Linked DNA regions of Mus musculus: region 1 is linked to region 2. Evidence: chromatin contacts called from public Hi-C data. All regions are on one chromosome and are shown on one strand. Each heading gives the region's core, a stretch centred on a gene start, on an enhancer-like site or on the middle of the called end of the contact. The rest is flanking DNA. Distances are from core to core; before and after follow the strand shown. Region 1 has its middle 52 kb from the start of Gm35855. Region 2 overlaps Slc4a4 (solute carrier family 4 (anion exchanger), member 4).

Region 1 (7,194 bases), core at 2,879-5,378, 350 kb before region 2:
CTTCCCCTCTGATGACTCTCTGATGATCTTCCTTTCAAGATGATACATAAAACCAGCCAGTACACACACAGAAACAGACACAGACGCAGACACAGACGCAGACACAGACACACACACATACACACACACACAGACACACACACACACACACACACACACACACACATTAAATCTCTCCAGACTCACCATCAGTGTGTTAAACGTCAAGGTTTTGTCCTTGCCAAATTTTGCATTTGTGAACTTTTGCGTTTAGAAATTCTCATTCAGAATCTTAAATTCCTCTACATATTCTACCTCAAAAATATCAAGATGCATACAGAAGAAGCTTCCAGACAGCCAGAGAGGTGTAAAACGAACAATTTTGGATAAACTAAGAGAAAATGTGAAACATCATACATATACGAAGGAACCTACACTGCCAACCATAAGAGGCCGCAGTAGAAGATAACAGAAAGTCTGTGGCTGCAAGTGTTGGAAAGCCCTCCAAGAGAAGAATAGATAACAACACTGAGTAACATGTGGATTGAAGACTGCTCAGCAGGAAAAACGGAAGCAGGCATTCTTTCCATCAAAGAGAAAGCCTTATGCACATACAAACACCTTAAACAGGAATCAACAGATCCAAAGATGCAAATCTTCTTGGTAATAAGATGGGCATTTTGATGGGAAATTTCTCAAAGTTTTCAGCTATTTGATAAAACCATGAGTACAAATATGATGGACACTTATAAAAATAACCAGCAGTAATACAAAAGTTACTTGAAGACAAATTGCATTAAGTTATCTATTTTGGAAAAATGCAAGTCCACTAAAGTTGTATGCTTAGAAGGGCCTACCATTCAAAGGCAGAACAGTATGCCCTGGGATTTAAAGATGCAAATTATAGAACTGATGTTTGGGCCTAGCCTAAAAAGCTGCATTTATCTGTAGGTGGTATGACAACTAACTTCCCAGATGGCTTCAAATAATGGTCCTCTTTCCATTTAGTGTGCTGCAATCCTTCCAATGGCCCTGTCTGCAGTCAGGTTCTATTTGTTGTAGTAATTATGCACATCACTGCCCTTTAACGTGTGTAAAACTTTGTTACAAAGTTTTACTTGATCTCTATAGCTTTTTTGCATGTCTCTAATGAAGCTGTTATGTGCTGTACTCCCATTTCCCCCATTAGCTCTGTAGTTTTACTTCCACAATTTTACATAACACTTCCACTTTGAGGAACATTTAAAGGTAGCTATGTCAGACTGACTCTACTACTCCTCAGTGAAAACTAGATTTGTACAAATAAAACTGGGTTAGTCAGCTTTCGGTAACCACAACAAAATCACTAAGGTCATGGTTGGTTGGCATGTTTCTTTGAGGTCTGTGGCAAGGCTGTGCATCACCGTGAAGGTTTATGGCAGCCTAGAAGTAAAAGTTGGAAAATGGCCAGGGTGTTAATATCTCCTGTAATGGTATGCCCCAGTGATCTATGTTCCTTGCCTTTATCCCCACCTCTACAAAGGTATGGTAGGCTGGGGACTAATAAATTAGCATATATGCCTATGGAGGTCACTTATTCAAACCATAACATCACTCATACATAATAGGAGAGCAATTATTCATAAAGATTATAGTAAATGAGATTCATGCTTTTGTCAATAATGAAGTAAAGAGAATGAAGGGAGAAGGATTTCATTTCTAGTCTCACAATTAAGTCTCACATTTCCATATTGCAATGAGATCCCTCTGGATTCCAAACTCATTTAGTTAGCAGTATACTTGACATTGCCACTTGGACTTCCTGCACTGATCTCACATACACTGGACATGTCAAAATTATATCTTGAAAAACCATTCCTTCTCCAGTTTCTTCTAGCTTAGTGAACTATCCCTAGACTTCTCCCCTTCCTAATACATAACCCTGAACCTTGGCCATCATGACAGACTCCCATGTACATAGCCACTATATACAAACCATCACCAAATGTGTTTTCTTCTTCTTCTTCTTCTTCTTCTTCTTCTTCTTCTTCTTCTTCTTCTTCTTCTTCTTCTTCTTCTTCTTCTTCTTCTTCTTCTTCTTCTTCTTCTCCTCCTCCTCCTCCTCCTCCTCCTCCTCCTCCTCCTCCTCCTTCTCTCCCTCTTCCTCCTCCTTCTCTTCCTCTTCCTCCTCCTCCCCTACCTCCTGTTCCTTCTTCCTCTCTCTCTCTCTCTCTCTCTCTCTCTCTCTCTCTCTCTCTCCATTACTCCCTCCCTCTCCTTTCCTTTCTTCTCTCTCCCTCCTCTCTGTTCCATTGCACCACCTGGTCTACATTTCCCTAGGACCTTCATGTCCTCTCAGTTGTGCCCCTAGCACATTCTTTCCAGCATAGCCATGTTGTTTTGTAGTGAAGGTGCACCACTGTAACCAGAGAGTACACTTGCTTCTCATCATATTCTCATAATATTCTAAGTCCCTTCATTTTGTAAAGGCGGAGCTCAGCCTTCCTCTTCAGTCTTACTCTGAACTCTTCTACACCCCCATTCCCCACATCCAGAAACGGAGCATAATGGAGCCAATTTCTTTAGTGCCACACAGTTTCACAGACAGACTTTCTTTTCTATGGTTTCTATTCAGCATTTGGGTCTCAGGAAAAATTCACATTGTCAAAAATACTTCAAATCTTCTAATCGACATTGTCATCCCATTTTAATCATTTCCATCATGGTCTGATTAAGCTTTACTTATTGTGTCTCTGACACTAAAATAAGAAGGGTGGTGTTGTTTTCTTTTCTCCTTGATAACAACTAATTTTGATGCCAACTTGGGGCTATGCCACTCAATCCAGTACAATCAAGAGAGTTAACATCAGATTCAGCAGGTTTTAAGGGCTCCAGGTCCATGACACTGAACTACTTCTAGGTGCCAGTCATAAGAATCAGGTCTTCAAGTTATGCACTCCTGCTTATCTTGAATGCAAACTCAGGGCTCCTGCATCCCTCTTCATGTCTGACAATTTGACAGCATGGCTAATAAGTCTATAGCAAGCACTGTACTATTAATGATATATGATAAGCAATACAATTAATAAACAGCCAAATGGAACACATACATATACAAGGAATGAGGGAGGTAAACACAGAGTTTTCCTGTCCTATATAGACATGCCACAACTCCACAACCTTGATATGATCATCAACCTGCAAGCACCCCAAGCTTCTTAGGATATTTTCATTAGGTAAGCATGGTTGATTGAATTGGCCATCACTGATAATGAATTCAATATCCAGCCCCTAGCCACTATACCTAAGGGTCTGGATTGAGTGTTCTGTGCTTCAAACCTCCACTCTTACCCTGAAACTACAGGGTCTGCCAAGTATTGCATCATCAGAACAAACAGTGCTCCTGTGGTCATCAGCTCAGGAAGTCCCAGTGCTTTAGAAGCTCTGTGTCAGGAACTGGGGACAAAGACCACATACCTTTCTATGACAATCATTATCCTTTTATATAGACTTATCACAGTTTCTATTCACTTCCTTATTCATTCACCTGTGTAATTATTTGCAAAAGTCCCTCTTTCCCCACCACCCTGTATTTTCCAGGAGGTCAGAAAGCATAATTATTTTGATCATAGTATTGCCTAACACAATGGCACACATTTGAAAAGTATTTGCACAATGACTTAATTCAGTCAGAAAATGCTGATCACATATTATGATATTTGATCACATATATTGTTGATGCTGAATTACTTCCTGGAGCGAAGAGCTTACTCTTTTATGAGAAATAAAATATAATTCGTAATAAATAATAATAACAACAACAATAATAATAGCACCAATGATTAACATTGCACTGATCTCCTCTCTGCTTTATGACAACCATTTGAAGTTGATACAGTTATTAAGCCACTTCACACCTGAAGAAGCTGAGAACTTTGCTGAACTTTATGCAGCTAAGCAGAAGCAGAGTTGCAATTGCCCATTTTCAGACACTCTCTGGAGAAGCAGGAAGGGCCTACTTACCACCAGGACTTGGGAAAGACTTCAGTGAGAAGGGCAAATTGGTCAGAATCCTGAAGAATGAGTCAGCAATTTCTAGACACCACACAGGGTGAGGGCACACCAGGAAAGAAGGAGAAAGGCTGCCGACGTGCTAAAGGGCATGGCATATTTGTGGTAGGCAAAGAGTTCAGCGAAGCTGAAGTGCTAGGTCACACGGTACAAAGTACACAGAAAGCAGGCAAGACAAACAGGTTTCAACCAAACTGGGAAATTCCTGTGCTAAATTTAACCCGAGAAAAGACAAAACCAGTGGTGGTGGTGGTGGTGGTGGTGGTGGTGGTGGTGGTGTAAAATAAAAACTCTTCCCTGGACCTTGTGGAACATCAGGATGGTGTATAAGTATCTTAAAATATTAGTTCTGTAAGATTTTACCAAAGAAAACTTGCCACTCTTGGCTCATTGAGACTTAGAGAGAATGGGATTTCAGACAGACTAAGATGCTTTCTTTTCCCCCTCGAGTATGTTCCTGGACATTTCAGTTCTAACCAATCAGTGTGGCTGAGCATCTCAGCTCAAGGGAGGCAAGATGGGTCAGAGTATGACCAGGGTGAGTCTTCTGAGTACCCACCTCACCCAGGAAGCAGCCTGGTGAAGTATGCCTGCATCACACAAGATAACTAGACAGCCAGGCAGTGGCAGGGGAACATGCCCACAGGCATGGCCCAGAGTGGCAGAGCAAGTTCAAGGAGGGAAACAAAAGGAGTCATGAGACAGGCATGTGCCACAAGGTTTCAGAGTCCAGGCAAGGTATGGGAAGAATGACCTGATGTGGGAAACAGGAGCCCACGTTACTTGACAAGAGGACACAGTGGTAAAGGGCTGGTCTATGCAGGATGCTATAGCCCAAAGTTTCTGTGTGAATAAGAAGATATTCATTACACAATGGAATACTGTTCAACTATTAAAAATGAGGACATCAATGAATTTTGCAGGCAAATGGATGGAACTAGATAATACCATCCTGAGTGAGGTAACCCAGATCCAAAAGGATATACATGGGATGTAATCACTGGTAAATGGAATATTAGCCAAAAAATACAGGATATCCATGATACACCCCATAGACTGTAAATGTAATAAGCAGAAATGCCTAAATGAGGAGACTTCAATCCCACTTAGAAGAGGGAACAAAATAATCATGAGAAGCAAAGGGATGGAGGGACCTGGGTGGGAGAGGGGAGGGAGAGGGGAAAAGAGGAACAGGATCAGATACGGGAGCTAGGACAGAAAGGGTCAGGAGACAGCTTCCGGGTTGGGGGGACCCTCTTAAAAATACCAGAGACCTGAGAGATAAGAGACTCTCAGGACTCAATAAGGATGACCTTAGCCAAAATACCCAACACTGGGGAAAGAGAACTCAAAAAGTCCACCTCCAGTAGATAGGCAGGGCCTCAAGTGGAGGGATGTGGCTACCAAGCCACAGTCAAAATTTCTAAACCAGAGTTGGTCCTATCTAAAAGAACTGCAGGCACTAAAATGGAGAAGAAACTGAAGGAAAGGTAGTCCAGTGACCAGCCTGACTTAGGATCCATCTCACTGGGAAGTAGGGGTTGGGGTGGGGGTTGGTGTACGGATAGGAGCCTAGCATGGCTGTCCTCTGAGAGGCCCTACCAGCAGTTCAGTGAGACAGACACAGATACTTACACTAAACCATTGGACTAAATTCAACCCCTATGGTTGAATCTGGGGAAGAATTGAAGCAGAAGGGGAGGACGACCCATAGGAAGACCAGCAGTCTCAACTAACCCATACCCCTGGGAGTTCCCAGAGACTGAGGTACCCACCAGGAACATATATGGGCTGTTCTGAGCCCCTACCACCTGACCCCCAAACATATATAGCAGTGAACTGCCCTCAGTTGGAGAAGATGCACCTCAAGAGACTTGAGGCTCCAGGAAAGAGAGATGTCTGCGGGGTGGAGGGGGAGCACCCTCTCTCATAGGCAAGGGGAAGGAGGAATGGGATGAGGAACTGTGTGGGGAAGACAGGGGCAGGGAGGCAACAGCTAGAATGTAAATAAACAAAATAAATTTTAAAAATGCCCCCAGAAGGAACAGTGACCTGGCAGCATCCTACAACCTGACTGGAGTGAGGTTTTAGGAGGAAGGAGAACGGCAGTGGAATGAGTCACGTGTGTGGGCTGGGATAGGGACAAATATTAGGCATTAGGACTGAATACAGGTAACAGATATGAGCTATGAAAGAGGAGATGAAGTCAGTTGACTTTCTGGTTCTAACTCTGTCTTGGATTTTTTTATTTTGGGTAGTCGATAAGTATATAAAATATATATGATACTGAAAGCATAAGTATAAAATGTAATGTGAAGCTCCACAGCCTCCATCTTACATACATATTCCATTCAATGAAGCCCATTGAGTTGTAATGTTTTTATTTGCACTTTTATAAAAAAACAATAGAGTTTATAAAATTAAGAATAAACTAAAAGGAGCTAGCCATTCAGAGGTTTAGTTCAGAGGAAGAGGTTATAAATATAAAACCCTATAGGAACTGATAAATTGAAAGCATCATAGGAACTGATAATATCAGGTCTTTCAAAATATGGGATAGATATAGAAACAAATAAATGAGTTGAAGTATTGGTGTATAAATGTGTACCACATATTCCCTAGCTATGACCGTGGAAAGGAAATGCATAGGAGTAAAAGTCACAAACACAAACAACACCCAGATCTTGGTTTCTAAATACCTTTATCCACAAGGAAGTGGGGGGCTTATAAAGATAAGGCTGAGTTTGGGTCTGGGAAGAAAATGTACAGTATGAGTCTACAATATCTTACAGTGTCTGATAGAAATAAATGCTTACTAAATAATGGAGACCTGTCAAAGATAAGTAAAGACAGTTGAATGGGCTTCTACTCACCAAGTCAGGAATGGTTAGAAGGTCAAAATTAAGACCAAGCAATGGATTGCAGTTTAGTAAATGAAAGAAGAGATCACAGGTCCAAACGTACAGGAGTGAATAAGCATGTGAATGGAAACTATGCAGAGAATGAGCTCTGGGTACTTTCAAAATTACACTCCCCCACACACACACACCACCACCACCACACACACCACCACCACCACACACACCACCACCACCACACACACAATGTCAGTAACTGCAAATAAATTAGCTACTTCACATATAGCATACCTAGTGAATGTCACTT
Region 2 (7,066 bases), core at 4,358-6,857:
GGGTGCATGCTCAAGTGTGTCAGCACCAGATAAAATGGAACTCTTCTACAGTTTTAACAGGCACTGGAAAGGAGCATGAGCGAAAGAGGTTCTGAGGAGTTTTTCCGATCGAAAATGCTCGCCCGTGTTTTCTTAACTAAGGCTCATCCATAACAACTGTTCTCAACCCTCAGCTTAGACCTGCTCTCTCTACAACAATGATTATCCTTCTCTCCCCCAACAACATCTGTTCTCTCTCCCCTGTAAGCTACAAAATGGAAAAGAATAGTAGAAGCTGCTACCAGTTGTATTTCTATAGATCTGGTGGCTTCCGGGAATTACCTAGTAAAACATTCATTTCTGATGGGGCCGCAAAGCTGACACAAGCACCTGCTTTAATATAACACTTTTTAAAAATATATATATAACAGGTAGGACCCTGCTGACTTCAAATCTCAGGGTCCGATGAAGTTCCTAAAATCACTTCCTGTATTGAAGCAAAAGGTAGAGATTAAGGAAAGCCCACAGGCAGGACTTGGTGGTTAACTTTAAAAATACAAGATGCATGATATATATATATATGTCATGATCTACAGAGACATGGACACAAACACACACTTTCCCAGCCCCAAAGTGCTCACCTTCTACTTCTTCTTCATCACACACATGTTTAAGGAAGGAAGCCCCTCTGTCCAGGACAGCTTCATCCTCCATCCTATAGTAATAGAAAAGAAAAAAAGAATGCTCAGACTTCTCCTGAAGTGAGCCACTCGAAGCAGCCCAGCTTCTGGGCAGGTTAACCTGCAAGCTGTTGTTCATGTTTGCAGCAGGGCAGAGTCCCTCTCCTCTTCCTTTGGTGGCTGTCACTCCTTCACGGCAGTTCTTCTCATCTGGTGCTGGAGAATGTGCTGGCCCCACATAGCTTCAGTTCTAACCTTGAGAGGGTAGCCACATGGATAGGGAACAGAAAACCATCCCAATCTTGTAGGCTGGATGTAGAGGGGGGGTGGGATGCTCCCTCCGGGGAGTTGCAGTAGGGAGAAACAGAGATGAAAACAAAAGAAGAAAAAAAAAATACCAAGAGAGGAAGTTTGGTGTGTCTGGAGTGCTCGTGATAGTCGTTTGTGGAAATTCAGTTTCTGTGCTTAGCTCTTTAAACACCCACTGCACAAAATGTATACCCTCCTCCGAGCACATGCACACCCACCCACACACAGAGCGACAGGGCGTTAGGCTAATGCACAGTGGGAGCCTAGCTTGCAGCCAGCCTCTTAACACCAGCCCAGTATTCTGTGTTGAGTGGCAAGCGTTGAGTCACATGTTGGCCTTACGGAAATCTGACATCTGAGGATTATCCCGCACCAGGCTTCAGCCATGGGCACCTATACATGCCACCCTGGCCATTCATTCCACACCCTTATCACGGGTCCCTCTGCGCGCTGTGTGCGCGCTGTTAACTCTTTTCTGAAGGGCACGAAGTTCTTCATTTTGTAACCACGTTCTGCTGTCCTCCTGTCTCCTTACATAATAGGATCTACTCTGCAATTTCATATGCTAAATAAGACCTCAGAATCTATCCAAGGAACAGCAGCGGGGTTTTTTTTTTTTTTCAGCCTCCCGGTGCCAAACATGTTTCTAGTTTACAGAATGAGTGCGGCTTTATTCCTTACTCTGCGGCTCCTTCTTGTTGCATTAACTTCCATAGACAGAATCCCATGAACTCTATTTATAGTGGAAACAGAAAGAAATCCTGGACTGCTCAATTGCTGCTTGCGTAGCGCGGGTCTGGTAACAAAGAACTTTCTCTGGGGACAGCTGCTCTGTGTCATCCCGTATATGAGGTCTGCCAGAGACCCACATGTTCACTCTGTATTCTAGACATCTGGTTAAGTGCTTCAAGCACTGGCTGTGGTTGAACTTGTTTCCATATTGCCTGATAACTTGCTCTGGTGCTTTAGATATTTGCTACAATCTAGGCAGGGGTGCACTGAATTCCATTTTTCCCTTCCTATTTTAGGACTATATCTCACTTACCAAGCAATCACCTTTGCATAAAAAGATCAGAAGCAAAAGCAAAAATCCTATCTGACCACTTCATAGTTATGCCACCTGCAGCAAAGGACTTAACTTTCCTGAGTTGCAGGGATTTTTTTTTCCTTGTATAAAATTAGAGTAATGATATCTAGTTCACAATGCTTTGATAGAATAATACCAATTCTGCATTGGTTTCTTTGAGATTTGAGTGAAGGGTCAAACTTAGCACATACTACTTTAGTAAATGTGTTTCTCGGGCCAGTGAGGTGTCTTAGCAGGTAGATACTTGCCTCCAAGCCTGATGACCTGGGTTTGATCCCTGGAACCCACAGGGTAGAAGGAGAGAAGCTGACTACACATATGTGCATGTATACATGTGCTTGACCACACACACACAGGGGAGGAGGGAAACGGGAGGGGGAGGGGGATAGAGTGAACACCCGCATATAATCGCATTCTGCAATTCTGCAACGTAATTTGTAACAAAATAAGTTGAAACAAAATAAGTTTAATAAGTTTCTTTTTTTCTTTTTCTTTCTTCCTTTTTATTAAGAAACTCATTACTGGTCTACAGCCATGCGTTCCAATCTTGTCTTATCTCAGAAACTAAGCAGAATTGAGGCCCAGGTAGTACGTGGGTCAGAAGGAGCTCACTACTTTTGGAAAGACTTACAAGAGTCTTCCTTCCAGACAAGAGCCTGGACATCGAGGCTCATCCTGATACCCGCCAGAATACTTTTCTTCTCTGCACTCAAAACTAAATGATTAAAATAGGATATGGGCCAGTCAGTAGAATTATGGGTGGGAAAGGGCTACCTTAAAGGCTAAGAAATCAAGTCATTTTCCCAATCTCTCTGAGCCTAAGACTCTTGAGATGGTTAAATAATACAGCTGTTACTCATGGATTCAGCAAATATTTAATTACAGCTTGTTATATTCCTATTATTCTTGAGAGGGAGGGGAACAAATCTACAAATAAGACAAAATGTTCCTTAAAAAAAAACAAAAACAGAAACAAAAACAAACAAACAAAAAAAAAAAAAACAACCTAATGACGAACTGAGGGACAAGATAATCTCAGAGGGCGCTGGAAGCTTTGCAGAGAGTAAAACCCCACAAGAGGCTGTCTCAGTGGTGCGGTGAGGATTCTGAGGAAGTGACGTAACTAGGGGCAAAGTCACTGTGTGAAAAATGTACAACAGCCTTCCAAGCAAAGGGGAAAACAAGGGCCAAGACCCTAGGATAGGAAAGTTTAGCACCGTCCAGGAAGTGGAAGGAGCCAGGTCATGCAAGCCAGGAGAAGGAGTCAGAGCTGAAGGCATCTGGAAGCCTCTGAAGAACAGTGAGACGGAGGCCGGCATGAACTGTTTTCCCTTCCCAAAGGGTCACTCTACCTGCGATGTGGAAAACAGATGCTTAGGGCACAAGATAAACTCGTAAACTACCACAAAAACCAAGAGCACTGTGTGAAAATCGGGGTGTTGGGAAGCCATGGAGACTTCATTCTGGACACTTTTTAAGGTTGAGATGTGAATCCTGAAAAAAAAAAAAAGTTGCTGATGCAATCAGAACTGCCCGAGCCGGGTACTAGAGACTCAGGGCTGTTGCTAAATGCGGCAAAATCCATGCATCAAGCTGGTGCTGGAGTCGTTACCAGATGCCAGCATGCAGAAAAGAGAAGTAGGATCAGGGTGCGGACCTGCGACTACCTGCTAAGACACACCAACATCCCCAAGTCAGGCAGTGAGACCAGTGTAAGCTGGACACGGGTGACATGGAAGTCAGAGAGAGCAGACAAGCCCACCGGAAAACTGAGAAGGACGGAGATGGGAAAGCCAAAGTTGGATTTGGCCAATAGGGAGGATGCAGGTGCCTATTACAGACCCCCTTGAAACAGGCCACTCTCGGTGCTGGGGGAGAGAGGAACAGAGAGGGTGCTCGTCTGTTCCTTCTTCTGTTTTTTACCTTCCTCCAGTGAGGAGGAGAGTAAATATTAACTGAGTATCTACTGTGCACCCTGCATACTTCCAGACACCAGGGACACACAAACCACGTCTACCTTCTCGAAGACATCTTCTGGTGCTCAGGGAACAGTCCAAAGTGCAAGGAGCCACCGGCTACCCAGCATTTGTGCACACAGATAAGGAGGACGTCGCAATGAGAACATTTTCCTAAACTCCTCAGAAGCACGACAGAATCCCAGAGCACTGCATGTACCCTAACTTTTTTTTTTATCCTCCCTCCGGAAAATAGAACTAACCCCAGGTCAGTCAGCATGCTGAGTCCAACACAACCGACTGTAGACGCCATTTTGGACCCTCTTATCCATCAGGCAGGATCTTAAAGCATCCTGTTGTCTCTTGATATATTTTCTAAACCTAGATATCGAAGCTTGTTCCAAAAATTATATGCCACATGTAAAGCAAAAGGGAAGCAAGAAACCCAAGAGATTGGAAGGGAAGGTAAAAAGGTCAGCACCCAAGCCCTCCGGCCAAGTTGAGAAAACAACCCAACCCCACCGTCTGAGCACGGAGTGGGGGTCACGCTGGGTGCATTCCTTGGCTCTTTGGTGCATATTTCACATTCCCGTCAAGACTATACATAGCAAGTCATCAGAGCCTCGTTTTCTCTGACGGCTCATACAGAATGCCCACAAATAGGCCTCTTCTCTGCCAAAAAGGAGCGAGTGAAACAGGGCAAAAGCACACAGCCTGGCGGCGTTCCTCTTCCTCAAGAGCAAAGTCATCCTGATGCCTTTGGCCTTCTGCACGGGGCAGAGGCAGTCCCTCCTCTTTACATGACAAATATCAGTTATTCAGCCTTACATTTCTTAGCAGTTGCTGGCTATTATTAGTAAGACAGAGAGAGATACCATGTAAAGTGGCTGACCTAACCAGTTCCCCCCTCCCTCTATAAATCACTAGGAAGAAATTAACTCATCCAGTCCGTAATCAGGCCCCCAAATCTGTCCTTTAAAATGTCCTTCGCACGTGCCCTGCATTTGCTGAAATCAGAGAAGGAAGCATACTGTTGCTCACATAGCCAGCGTGAGGCAAAATGCAGAGTGGCTCTGGAAGCTCCTTACCAGCCTCAGGGGTGAGGGAGGGCAAGCTTCATATCACATGGCCTCTGATTGGAGAAGTTAAACCCCTTCTATACAAGTCCAGACCCATGGTGAGGGGAAAAGGTGGGGGGAGGGGGTTCTAAATCTCCATTTTTCTGGGATAGCAAAATGCTTTAACTGGAACCCATGTCAAATCATCTGCCAAATGGGCAGGTTCTCACCAGCCGGTCCTAATCACGGAGCAGGCCTGTGAGGGTGACTTAAGTCCGGCACGAGAAACATTTGTGCAAAACTGTCAGCCACTAGGCCCAGAGCACCCATCCACATTCCAGCCCTCTGAGATCCCACCCCCCCTGAGCCCTTGCCAACTGCCAACGTGCTCGCAGACTAGTACTCACAGCGCAAGCAGCTGCCACTCAGCCAGTCAGCAAGTGGCAGGCCGCCAGCGCACAAGCTTCAAGAGCACCAGCCTGCTAGTCCCAGGGCTGTTAAAGGTTGAAGGTCTACGGGTATGCTAGCCTTTAGATTCGCCTCACTTGCCCTCCTGTCTCCCTCTCCCATGCTTCCCTATCGCGCCTCCCACGGTAGCAGTTCACTCGTCTCTATGGTAACAGCATCTGGTTTCAGAGTTAGAACTTCATGCAGCACAGTTCTCTCTTAGCCTGGGGCTTTTGCCAAGAGGTGCACTAGCAAAAAGGCTGCTGCCTGAGTTGGAGCCACCTGTTTCCCTGTCACCCCGGGAATGACAGTTATGCTGCGTGTCCTCGGATTGTGGCATCTATTTTGTGGAACGAACACTTTAACCTCAGCATGCTCTCCACAGTATAGAGGGGCTGTGCTAGAGCTGGCAGCCAGCGGTATCCAGAGCCAGCCTATCTCCCCCACAGTCTCTGTTGTCAGGGACTTCTGCCTGCTTCCAGAGGTGGCACCAGGGAGCAGAATGACTCCGGCTGTCAGCATGTCCAAACTAGAGTTTGACATCACTGGTTCAATCAGTGCACGCAGCTTCAATTTTATTAGTTAACCTTGTATTTAAACATTATATTCTATCCTCGCCATTTGGTTTGTTGATGACATCCAATGAACCCATCACCTCTCCATTTATAGAAGCTTTTCTGTACCCAGCATATGCTAAACAATTCTGCACTCACATGCCCTGAGGCACAGATATGTATAAAACGTGGAAAAATACCGAGAGTGAAGACTTTTATATCAGCCATTGCTGTTGTGGTAATTATGAACAGTGTTGCTGGGGAATTTTGCTTACAGTCTAAAGGTATCACAAAGCTCAAACCTCAAAACTAGGCTCTCCCGGCTCTTTGGCTGACCTTAAGTCAGATAAAAGATAGAACATAGCACACCACAGATTTCTACTCCAGAACAGCACAAAAATGCCTAAACAATGTTCCCCTGTCCTCCTCACTTCTAAGAGGTAGAGAATCATTCTTTATTATAAGCTCGCTGCAAACACGATGTTTTCTTTTGTTTTTTGTTTTTTTGTTTTTTTTTTAACCAACAGCATTTTTATCGGTGCTTTTGTTACTTTGTAAAATGTGCTGTCCGTATTTGCGAGGTGTATATAAAGAGCAACATACAGCTGTCAGAGTCCTGGGTGACAGAGCCATCTCAGCTCTGTAAAGTGCACTGCCATCTTTTGGCAACATGTGTTCACTACAGCCGATGGATGGCAAGAGGAGAAGGAAGGAAAGTTTGTAACCATTCCCTTCCCAAGTTCACAGAGGTCCCTGGGGGGCCTTGTGTCCCCACAGGAAGTGAGGAAGAACAACGGTGGTCACTGGCTTAACCATGCACAGTGCTGAAGCTCTGGAGAGATATATTAAGAAAAGGAAGAGAGAGATCGGCACAGCAAAGCTGACAAACGTGGTTGATCACAGCTTTGTCTCCCACAGACCAACAGGTCACATGTAGAGTAAGCCGCCCTCCCAACTCAGGAGCTCCCTAATCAGCCTGGTCATTGACACAGGCCGA

What was found. Hi-C and Micro-C count contacts between places; a contact is called where the count stands out from the background.
Region 1: a contact with region 2 is called in a Hi-C map of liver, with 2.0 times the contacts expected there. The contact joins two enhancer-like sites. A contact is called at or near these places in 2 of 484 Hi-C or Micro-C datasets (liver and nephron progenitors) and 4 of 115 datasets of contacts at active chromatin or transcription factors (astrocytes, forebrain, pancreatic cancer cells and 1 more).

Annotation. Positions count from the first base shown.
Region 1 is chr5:89,274,690-89,281,883 of GRCm38.p6, reverse strand. No RefSeq gene overlaps it. Among named protein-coding and RNA genes, the nearest start is that of Gm35855, 52 kb to the right of the region's middle. Within about 2 kb of position 4,128, at least 56 of the 459 cell types and tissues checked have an H3K27ac peak or open chromatin away from gene starts, as enhancers often do. A contact at or near this core is called in liver and pancreatic cancer cells, where this site is marked.
Region 2 is chr5:88,928,377-88,935,442 of GRCm38.p6, reverse strand. Slc4a4 (solute carrier family 4 (anion exchanger), member 4) reads right to left here. Exons shown (of 27, transcript NM_001359211.1): 2 at 621-694. The coding sequence starts at 693. Among named protein-coding and RNA genes, the nearest start is that of Slc4a4, 45 kb to the right of the region's middle. Within about 2 kb of position 5,607, at least 131 of the 459 cell types and tissues checked have an H3K27ac peak or open chromatin away from gene starts, as enhancers often do. A contact at or near this core is called in liver and pancreatic cancer cells, where this site is marked.